2 separate regions of the Oryctolagus cuniculus genome follow, and region 2 is linked to region 1. A link is a contact called in public Micro-C data. All regions are on one chromosome and are shown on one strand. The core of a region is the stretch at or near the end of the contact, and the rest is flanking DNA. Distances in the headings are between cores, read along the strand shown.

Region 1 (5,507 bases), core at 389-2,888:
TCTCTGTATTTCTGCCTTTCAAATAAATCATTTTTTTTTAAATGTGCTAGATGCAGGGCTGCTATAAACCTTCAATTTGTTAAAAAGTATGCAATTATCTGCAAAGCACAATAAAAGGAAATATGTTGCTATAAGTTAGAGAGGATGAATCGAATCTACGTATCCACCATCTGGCCTATCCGCTAGTGCTTTCTGCAAATGGAAATGGTCCCTGTCTACACTAACACGACGGCCCCTGCGGATACCAAGTACCTGCACGTGCCTTAGTGGGACCGAAGAGCTGGGTTTTCCCTCCACTGTGATGTGAACAGCCGCACAAGGCTGGCGGCTGCCAGACAGAAGCAGGGCGGGCTCCACCGCAGCCGCCATGCACTCCCGTGCAGCTGAAGGAGTCACAGTCGGACTTCCATGCTCTGCACCCTTTACTTCTGTGACCATAAAGACTGCGCGGTGCCCTTTACACAAATGATAACATACAAAAATTCTCAGGCTCCTGCCATGGACTCCACTGCAGCTCTGACATATCAACATGCGTTACATACATGTGTTATCAACGCTCTGAAATCCCATGGGTTCCGTCAGCAGACACTGGGCTACCTCCAGTGCTGCTGCCTGCGCAAACAATGCTGCCGTGAGTCTCCTACGCGGCTCCTGGACACAGGAGAATTCTGCGCAGGCTCACAAGCCTCCATCCAGGTCTGAAATCAGAGAGCTCCACGACCTGAGACCGGAGTGCCACCACGAAGCCCCAAGGGGCAAATTCTGCATCTGACCTTGGGTCACAGTCAGAATGCAGACACACGAAAACTATGGATGGCACTACCTTCAGCCGAAGCTGCGTGTGAGACACACATGAACTTCCCGTTTAGAACCGGGTGCCGGCTCCAAGATATCTCATTACGTATACACAAATATTCCACGACGCGGAAGCTCAAACACTGGTGCCAGCACTTCCCGTGACGGATACTCAAGCTGTGCCATCTCTAACCTTACAGACACTGCTGTGCCCTTCACAACCTACAGTGCGGTTAAGAGCCAGCCCTACCCGCGTCGGCCACGGCTAACCAAAGGGAACAGAACCCCTTCACGTGCAAGTGCTGCACGCCGCTGTGTCCTGGTGTGGCCAATGAAAGCCACCTGGGAGGTCAAGTGGAAGGAATCTGGGAAAGCAGCGCCCCGGACCACTGCTCGGTGGCCATCACACCAGAGGGGCTCAGAGACGCCCAGTGACTCATCTGCTCGTCATTTCTTCCACAGGAAGGGCAGCTCGCATGAGCTCACAATTTCTATGTAAACGGCTGTGACGCTGCTAACAGCAGCCAGCTTCTGGGGCAGCCCCAGGCTGCAGATCCGGCTGTCAGATAAATGCCCTTCTCCACCCCGAGAGGAGAGGATGGGCCGGGCTCCTCTGTACCCTGGGGCGGGGGGTGGGGTGGGGGCAGGGCTCATCCCTACCCTGGCAGAGAGAGAGGGTGGGCAGGACCTTGCAGCCTGTTTACAGAGTCACATCCCAGCACAACCCCAAACAAAACAGTCACACCAAAGCCCTCTGCCGGATGCCAGTAGCTCACTCTCAGATCCTCAGCCCGCCCTGCCCCAGCCAACACAAGCTCTGCGTGCTGCTGACAAATGCTCACACTGGCTGGCCTCCTTTCAAACGTCACTTGTAGAAGCAGCTGGGATCCCAACTTAGCAGTGGTTTCTGTCAGGGCTTAGCTCCGCCGGGGACGGGGGCACCTGAACACCAAGCACACAAAGCCAAGGTCACGGTACACAGCACTCGGAGGAGGAGCCAAGAGGGCGGAGGGTAATCCTGACAAACCGCGTGGCCGTGTGGCCGGCAGTGGCTCATTGCCCGGCCTGTGCTGGCCCGGAACGGCTCCTGTAACGCACACGCGTGTGAGGACGACAGCTGGAGGGGAGGAGCGGCTGGGCTCTGCGACGTGCGTTCTAACTCGAGCTCAGCCACTTCCTTGGACAAACTTCTCACCTCGCCTAGCCTCAGTTCCTCATGTGTGGTTCCAGAAGGACCACAGGCCCACCTCCTCCCCACACTGCCGTGAGGACCGATCGTGAGCCCGCGTGCACGGGGAGCGCGGAGCCAGGGGCCTGGCATGCAGCACACGCTGGACGCACGCAGCCACGGTCGCTATCTGATCGCAACGCCAGTCTTTGCCAGCACTTAATAAGGCAAATGCTAAAAATAGCCGCAGCCGAGGAGAGCCAGAAGCAACCTGATGTTTCTTTTTTTTCTAACCATTTCCACGTTAAAAGAGCTTCTGTCTTACTTAATCTAGAACTATTCATGTCCAAATCGAGGGAAGACAGTATTTGAAGTCTCGCAATACCAGAGGCTCTTGTGACACGAGGAGTCTGCTTGTGCTACCGCTTGCTCACAGCGTCTCCGACAGCTCTGCCAGTGCTGGTGCAACCTCCCGTGTGTCTTTTCTTTTTCAGAAACAAAGGCGAAACAGTTGTGCTAAAAGATCTAAGCACTGAAAACACACACACCACAGAAACTGAAAATCCCTCCTCACTCCACATGTGGGAGAACGGAAATTTTGTTTTAGTTTTTTTTCTCCACTTGGCAACACACTGAGGGGCGCTTTCTCACGTAAGCAGTGCTCGAGCTATGTTTTGCTGGAACAAGGCGGGGCGGGGGGCGTCTTCAGAAATTCACGGGCTGAAAATAAAAGACGAGCTCGTTTTGCAGTGAAGTGTTCGAATCCACACGGGCCTTCTGAAGGCTTGGGCACACGAGGCTGGCATCCCCTTTTGCTCTTCGAACACACTGTGACGCCCTCATGCGCACTCTGTGTGCGCGTGTGGCATAGAGTGCAACTTTAAAGATTCATTTATTTGCAAACTGCTATTATCTATCGAGAGGCAGAGACAGAGCAAGGACAGAGCGCGCGGCCGGGGCCCTGCAGCGGGGAGCTTGCAGTTCAGTCCAGGTCTGCCTTGTAGGTGGCAGGCGGGCAGTACCTGAGCTGCCTCCCAGGGTCTGTGTGAAGGCAGGAAGCCGGGGTCAGCAGCTGGAGCTGGAGCTGGGAAATCGAACCCAGGGGCTGCGAATGGGACGCAGGTGCCCTAACCGATGCATTAACTGCCAAGCCAAATGCCCGTCCCTAGAGTGGGACGTGCGGTCAGAGAGAAGACGCTTGAGGAGACGCCGCCAACCCGCCCTAGTGCGCAGCTGGACTCGCCCTGTGGGGACCACGGCAGCAGCAGGCTATGGGCAGCGGTGACAGTGGTAGGTGGCAAGGAAGAGGCCGGGCCATTGGGCCCGACCATCTGGGGAAGAAATCAGATTTGCCTTGGCCTGAGGTTCACATCTGACTGGTGAGGATTAACAACGGATTCAAACTCAGACACTTACCAAGAGATGGTATCTAAATGGCCACGGATATATGACAAGGTGCTCAACTCCGTCTGTCACCAGGAGACGATAAGTTAAAACCATAGGAGATACTGCTAAATACAAGCCTGAACAGATAAAAAGAAAAACATAGCAGATACCAAGGGCTGTGAACTAAGAGCAAGGCGGACTGACAGCCACCTGTCACCACTGAGCCGTCTCCCCCAAGCCCAGTGACTCCACTCCTAGGCACACACTCTGGGACACACACCCGGATATTTAAAGCAGCACTACTCAAATTCCAGTTGATGGCAGAAGGGTAAACTGAGGCATCTTCCCGTAACAGACTACAACGCAGCCATGGGAGGGATTCTGTGCATCTACACAAACACGCAGAAAGAAGCCAGACGCAAAACAGTGCATCTTGAGTGACACCACATATGTGAAGACAGGCGAAACCCACCTATTATTTTGGGAACCAAGAGAGCGGCTATGCTTCAGCAGGCTGGGAACTGTGGGAGATGCGAGGGAGTGTGCTTCTGGGGTGGTGGGTAAGGCCTGCTCTTTGATCTGCAGTTGGCTACTTCAGTGTGTTCAATTTGTGAAACTGTGCAACCTGTGGTTAGGATATATGTGCTTCTCTGGTAAATGATATATATTTCAATAAAAAGTGGAAACAGGCTAGACACAAAGGTCTAAGGTTCTTCTAAACAAGAAACCACACAATTTTATCAAGGGTCAAAGTAACAGAATATTTGCACCTTAAGTAAATCCATTCCCCCACAGACACATGCTGCACCTGTGGTGTCTCCTCCCTCCTGCACCCACAGACACACGCTCCACCTGTGGTGTCTCCTCCCTCCTGCACCCACAGTGAGCACCCACAGACACACGCTCTTCCTGCGGTGTCTCCTCCCTCCTGCGCCCACAGACACAGGCTCCTCCTGCAGTCTCTCCTCCCTCCTGCACCTGCAGTGTCAGGAATCACAGTTCTTGTTATGACGGAAGAGAAATGAAAGTGTGGAGCCATGGAAGAAGTAAGAAGCCTCGGTACTGAGTTGCCGTGGGAAATATCAGCGTGAAGTTAAGATTTTAACATATAAATATACATCATGTGTCACTTAGTTCTGAGACATGTCAGGCACTTTCGTCATTCTGCAAACACCGTAGAGTGTACTTACAGACAGGATGGCCACAGTGTCACGAGGCAATGGAATCTTAGGCTGCCACGTGTGCATCTGTTGTTGACTGAAACATGCTACGTGGTGCACGTGTGGACACGCTACGTGATGCACTCACCGAAAGGACAGAGAACAGTGACTCTCCAGTGGGGGGAGCCGCTTTAGTGCCCTGATCTTGGTCTCTAAAGGCCACTTCCCATCAAAAGGAGCCAGGGCTCCAGGAAATGGATGACCCCGGGCTGATTTCCCTGGGGAGACGGAGGCAGGGACAGTACAAGGTGATTCTGGGGAATCTTGTGTGTGATAAAGAGAATGGGCTGTAGCACACTGCATAAGACAGCAACAGCCAGGTCTGCAGAGGCACCAAAACAGCATGGGGTGGGGGTGGGGAATGGTAGCCAAATTAGAAGAATGAGAAAAAGTCAACAGCTTACGCCCGCCCGGAACAGAACACCCAAGCCATCAGGGAAGGGGTGTGTCCAGCCTCAACTTGCCCGGCACAGCGTGTGCCAGCTACAGAGGGAAAGTGCACTGCGCTGGAGACAGCTGGCAGACAGCACCTTAACCACCTGATGGAGCCAATCACTACCAGCGACAGACAAGGTGTCGAGAGCACACAGCACCCTTGTCCTCTTAGTAAACGGGGAACAGACACATCCAACTTAGGGCGCTGCCTGCAGAAAATACCTGGCATACACGCTCCCAATTCTGATAACATTCAAAATATAGATTAAAGAGACACAACAACCAAGTGCAGTGTGTGACCCTTCACTGGACTGTGGATGTCTGTCATGTCTCTCTGTCTCTGATGCACACATACACACACGAGCTAGAACAACATCATTAGGGGAATTTGATCACAGAGCCACTATTACGTTAATGTTACATATCTCAGATGTGATAATGAAGTTGTAGCTACTTCTGCCGGAAACTGTCCTTGTTCTTAAGAGACATAGTGTTACAATGTC
Region 2 (5,485 bases), core at 2,582-5,081, 63 kb after region 1:
GGCCATAAAAATGCACAGCCCCACCTGACAACATTTTTCAATCTACTCTAAGATACAAAATGGCAAGAAGCTTCCTGAGGCTGCAGAGCCGGCACCCTGGCCGCACGGTGAGTGAGCTCACTTCTATTAAGACTGCGGTGTGCAGGCGCACAGAGAGGAGAAAGACTTAAAAAAAAAAGTGTAATTTTTTTTCTCCTCTGTTTATCACCTTTCCCAGCTAGAGGGTAAAACCCAGGAGGCAGGGACCTACTCCAACATCTCCAGGCCTCAGGAGGAGTCTGATAAACCACCTGATGAGCGGGCAACTGAAACTGACAGGTGCAGGCAGCAAACCGGAAGCACCTTCTTCCCTCCAGCACAGAGCCCCGCGTGCAGGTCCCCTGCACGGCCGCCACCTCTGGCTGAGCCCAACAGCACCATTCCCCCTCCTGCCTGCCGCAGAAGTCCACCGCCCCAGCCCCACCTGTCACCTCCTCTGCCATCTCCTGGGACCCCCAGAGCGCTGGAGGGCACCCGACCAGACCAAGCAGGTGCCCCACCACTGCTCGGAGACAGGACCACGCCATGGGGCGAGGATGTCGGAGCCCAGAGCAGAAGCAAACAAACCCACGGAGCGGACGCAACACAAACTCCAACGCGTGCTGTCCCAGTGGCCGTGGGAGTCGGCGACCGCGGCAGGCAGGGCAGTGCTGGCAGTACCCACCACCGATTCACATGTGGGGATCCGACACGATGGATGGATGGGCCCAGCCTGCGCCTGCACTCTAGAAACGCCAAAGCTCAGGCTGCCTCACTCTACGGAGGAAACAAAACCACCGGGACCTCCGGCACGACCAGAACCAGGGCCGTGTGTCCCCCAAGGCGGCCTCTGGGTCCTCCACGTCCCTCCCGCGGGGATGTGAGTTCTTTCTGAACGAGCCCCTCCCCCACAGAGCACCCCAGCCCAGCTCACTCTTCTACCCCTACCTCGTCATTACCTCTGGGAGCCAGAACATGGCCACCAAAGGCCCCTCTACTCCAGACCAACCCTCCTCCACCACGCCCACATCAACGGGCCACAACCGGTCCAGCAAGCGGCCCCTCTGCGGCCCACAACGTCTCGATCTGGGAGCCCAGGGGTGCCTGGGACAGCAGGGCCCCCTCCACAGCCAGGCACAGGTGAATGCCCACAAAGACCTGCCCAGGAGGCCACAGGCGGTGGTGGCAAAATGGACAAGGGCCTCGGGGCTGTGCGAGGGTGTAACGGAGCTGGCCCAGACACCCAGAAAACCCGAGAAGTCAGGGCGCGGGTCCTCCTATTGTCAGAGAGAGACCATACACACACATGCACGCGCCCCTTCAGCTCTTCAAGTCATCCAAAAACTACAACCTCCAGCACCAACCGCTGGCTGCGTGCAGGCCGGCTGAGAGGGGTCGCTGGCACGGCGAACCTCCGCTGGCCCAAACACTCGCAGGTGATTCACCAGATGCGTCTGTCTGGAAAACCCTGGGGGGGGGGGGCGCTGTGCAGGGGGCGCTGTGGCGCTGCGGGTAAAGTCGCTGCCGGCAACACCGGCATCCCACATGGACGCCGGTTCCCAGCTGCCCCACTTCCAATCCAGCTCCCCACGAATGGCCTGGGGAAAGCAGCGGAAGACGGCCCAAGTGTCTGGCCAAGTGCTGGCCACCCACGTGGGAGACCCATAGGAAAGCTCCTGGCGTCAGCCTGGCCCAGCCCTGGCCGCTACGGCCATCTGGGGAGTGGACAAGCCGATGGAAGATCTCGCTGTCTCTCCCTCTCTCTGTAACTCTGACTTTCAAAATAGATACATAAATCTAAAACAAAGGAAAAAGAAAACTCTAGCGGGAAATCTCATCAGAATACAACATGGGTTGCGTCTACAGGCACCAGGAGGCGCCACCAGGAAGGGGAGCCCTCGTCCCAGGGGTGTTCCGGTTCCCTCAGCAGGTGCACAGGGCAGCAGCGAAGCTTCCTGGGGGGGGGGGGCTGGCTGGGACACCCGCTATCCAGGCGATGCCAACTCGGGCCTTGCCAACCTCAGAACGCCCCCACCCAGCCTCTCCCTCCGACCTGTCTTCCCCCAGCCCCAGCCCCTAGGGCTCAGCTCTTTTCCCTCTCCCTCTCCACCTCCACCCTGGATGTCCCCCACCCCCTCTTCCGGGCCTCCCACAAACACCGCCCCTTCAGAGCCCTCTTCACCTGTGCCCACCACGGCCCACTGCGGCAGCCCAGGTCCAGCCCCAACCCACTCCCAGGCCACCTGCTAGGTTCTGCATCTACCGCAGCCCCCAGCAGAGGGCCTGTGCCGATGCACACCGGCCGCGGGGCAGGAGAATCGGCCGGGGAAAGCTCACCTCCCGGGGACCTGCGCTTACGGGGCAGCGGCCCGGTCCAGCCTGCTCTCCCGAGGGACAGCGGGCCCGGTCCAGCCTGCTCTCTGACCCTCGTGCTAGCCCAGTCTTTGCGAACAACCCGGCTCCGGTTATTTGTGTCTGTGCGTCATTCAGGTCCCCCAATAGTGGCCGCATTCCGAGCAGCCACGAAGGAGCAAAGCCGCACAGATGAGCCCGAGATATTTCTGGCGCAGCACATGTGCAGGGAGGTGGCTCGTGGACTCCGCCAAGACCCTGCGGCTGGCGGCGGGGAAGAGAGCGCCCCAGAATGGGCGCCCTGCCCCGCGAGGAAGGCGCCCAGCTGCAGGGCCGGGGTCAGTGACAGCCTGCTGCCCCCTTGCAGGGTGGGCTGCAGGAGCCCAATCAGCACCCCCCCCCAAGCCTGTAAAACTGGGGCCATCTTCCCTCTTAATAAAGAACAAGCAATAGGGGCGCGGAGTCGGATGCACCGTCAAACCGCCACAGCCGGCCACGGAGACTGCCCTTCCGTGCTTCATTAAAACAGCAGGGTGCAAAAGTTACCTGGCCTCCCGGCTGCACCGCGGAGCTGGGCGGCCTCAGCCCCGGGCGCAGCTTCCGAAATCGGTGCCCCAGACCCCGGCTAACGCCGCCGCCGAGCTAAGCCGGCACCCGGCTCACGACCCCGGGGCGTGCTCCCGGCCCCCAGGGAGGCCCGGGCCGCCGAGGCACGACGCGAATCGAGCCCCAGCACGGGCAAAACCCAGGACTTGGGCGCGCACAAAGAGCCGCGGTCTGCAGCCAGCCCCGCCGCGCAGGCCCCGCTCGCAGGGGCACAGCCCGGCTGCGCCCTGCAAAACGCCCCGGCACAGCCCGCCCGCCCGCCCGCCCGCCGGGCAGCACCCGGAGCGGCCGCCTCGGGCTCCGTCCCGCCCCGGCCCCGCGCAGGGCGCGCGGCGGGCTCCGCGGCCGCCCCGGCCCCCGGGCTCTCGGGAGTTCCCGGGCGGCGTGGGGGCCGCGGCGGAGGCCCCGCCGCCCGCAGCGCCCGCTCGGCGCGCCCAGGCCCCGCGGCTCAAGATGGCCCTGCCCCTGCCCGCACGGCCGCCCCGGCGCGCGGCGAGGCCTGGGCGGCAGCTCCGCGCCCCGCCGGGCTGCAGGGCCGCGGAGGGGGACGCGCGGCCGCGCCTCGCCCGCGCCGCCTCACCTGCTTTCTCGATCTTGCCGGACATTTCCGGGCTGCGCCGGAGGCCGAGGCCGCCGCTCATCGGGCCCCGGCCGGGCCGCCGCAGAGCGACAGGCCGGCGCGCCCGCCGCTCGCCTCGGCCCTGGCTCGCCGCGCCTCAGTCCCGCGCCGGCATGGCGGGCCCCGCGCGGTCGCGGCCCGTGCGCTCGGCGACCGCGCTCCAGCCCGCCCGGGCCGCCGCCGCCGCCGCCGCTCCGCCTCCTGCGCGCCCGCCGCCGCTCCCGGGCTAGCGAGCCGGCCGCAGCGCCGCCGCCGCCGCCCGCCGGGCCCCGGCCGCGGCTGCAGCGCCCCCTGCCGGGAGCCCGCCGCGCCGCCGGCGGCACAGCGCCCCCTGCCGGCCCGGAGCCGCCCGGAGCGTCCCGGCCGAGACGCAGCGCCCCCTGCCGGCCAGGGGTGTCCCGACGGACCCCGTGCTTCAGTCCCATCAGTGACCAGGCCAAGGCCTCAGGCTGACCCCACCCAGACCTCAGCGCTGGGAACCTGTCCCGAGCCTTCCATAAGCACCCCGACCCAGCCCAGAGTTTCCACCCCAAGGCATGGGACTGACACCCCCCAATCCGGGACTGAGAGCCTTGCACTGCTCAGAGTCTCAGGAGCCCACTCCCGTGAGCCACAGGGCTCCATACTGGCCCGGGACACAGCCAGCCCCCACGTCCGTCATGCAGGACTCAGCACCCTCAGTGAACCAGGCTGTCAGCGCCAAAGCCTGGAAAACTGGCCCTAACCAGGCTCGACATCCTTTCCCGGCTGGCAACCTGCCCGATGCCCCCTCCCCATGCACACCCAGGGACACAAACTTCACTGGGTCATCCACACCGAGGCCTGGGAGTGACCCCACAGCCCTTCTACCAGCCCAGGGATCTCACAGCAGGGAATGACCTCACCTGGGACTCAGAGTCCTGTGCTGGGCCAAACCCGTGCCAAGGGCCTGACCCTACTCGGGCCCGGGCATCCTCTGCAGCCTGCAGCCTCCATCCCAAGGCCTGAGCACAGTCCCCTCAGGGACACAGCAATGCCACCTGCCCTGCTGCATCCACCCCTCCACGGGGACCCTGGGGCTCAGCTCTGGGCCTTTCCTAATGTGACAGTTACTTCACTAAAACTCATTAAAGAATCAGTGGCTGGCACTGTGGCATGGTGGGTAGAGCACCATACGGGCGCTGGTTCCTGTCCCAGCTGCTCCTCTTCCGATCCAGCTCTCTGCTGTGGCCTGGGAAAGCAGTAGAAGATGGCCCAAGTCTCGGGGCCCTGCACCCGCGTGAGAGACCTGGAAGAAGCTCCTGGCTCCTGGCTTTGGATCAGCACAGCTCCAGCTGTTGTGACCATTTGGGGAGTGAATCAGCAGATGAAAGATCTCTCTTTCTCTCTCTCTCTTTCTCCCCCTTTCTCTGTAACTCTTTCAAATAAATATAACTTTTTAAAAAAATTTATTTATTTGAGAGGTAGAGTTACAGACAGTGAGAGGGAGAGACAGAGAGAAAGGTCTTCCTTCCTCTGGTTCACTCCCAAAATGGCTGCAGTGGCCGGAGCTGCACCAATCCAAAGCCAGGAGCCAGAAGCTTCTTCCAGGTCTCCCACATGGGTGCAGGGGCCCAAGGACCTGGACCATCTTCTACTGCTTTCCCAGGTCATAGCAGAGAGCTGGATCAGAAGAGGAGCAGCCGGGACTAGAACCGGCGCCCATATGGGATGCCGGCACCACAGGAAGAGGATTATGGCCCCATAAATAAATATAACTTAAAAAAAACCCTCATTAAACAATCAAAGAACCTGGGGCAGGCATTTCAGTTAGGCTGCCGTTTGGGACGCCTGCACCCCAGGCAGGAGGGCTCAAGTCCCAGTTCCACTCCCAATCCCAGCTTCTTGCTAAGCTGAACCCTGGAAGGTGGC

What was found. Hi-C and Micro-C count contacts between places; a contact is called where the count stands out from the background.
Region 2: a contact with region 1 is called in a Micro-C map of ear pinna, with 1.8 times the contacts expected there. The contact joins the promoter of RAPGEF1 here to the enhancer-like site in region 1. A contact is called at or near these places in 2 of 6 Hi-C or Micro-C datasets (ear pinna and an unstated tissue).

The regions. Positions count from the first base shown.
Region 1 is chr1:234,080,808-234,086,314 of mOryCun1.1, forward strand. All of the region lies in intron 1 of RAPGEF1 (Rap guanine nucleotide exchange factor 1), which reads right to left. Among named protein-coding and RNA genes, the nearest start is that of RAPGEF1, 62 kb to the right of the region's middle. Within about 2 kb of position 1,639, at least 6 of the 8 cell types and tissues checked have an H3K27ac peak or open chromatin away from gene starts, as enhancers often do. A contact at or near this core is called in ear pinna, where this site is marked.
Region 2 is chr1:234,142,086-234,147,570 of mOryCun1.1, forward strand. RAPGEF1 (Rap guanine nucleotide exchange factor 1) reads right to left here and starts at 3,832. Exons shown (of 27, transcript XM_051835417.2): 1 at 3,557-3,832. The coding sequence starts at 3,617.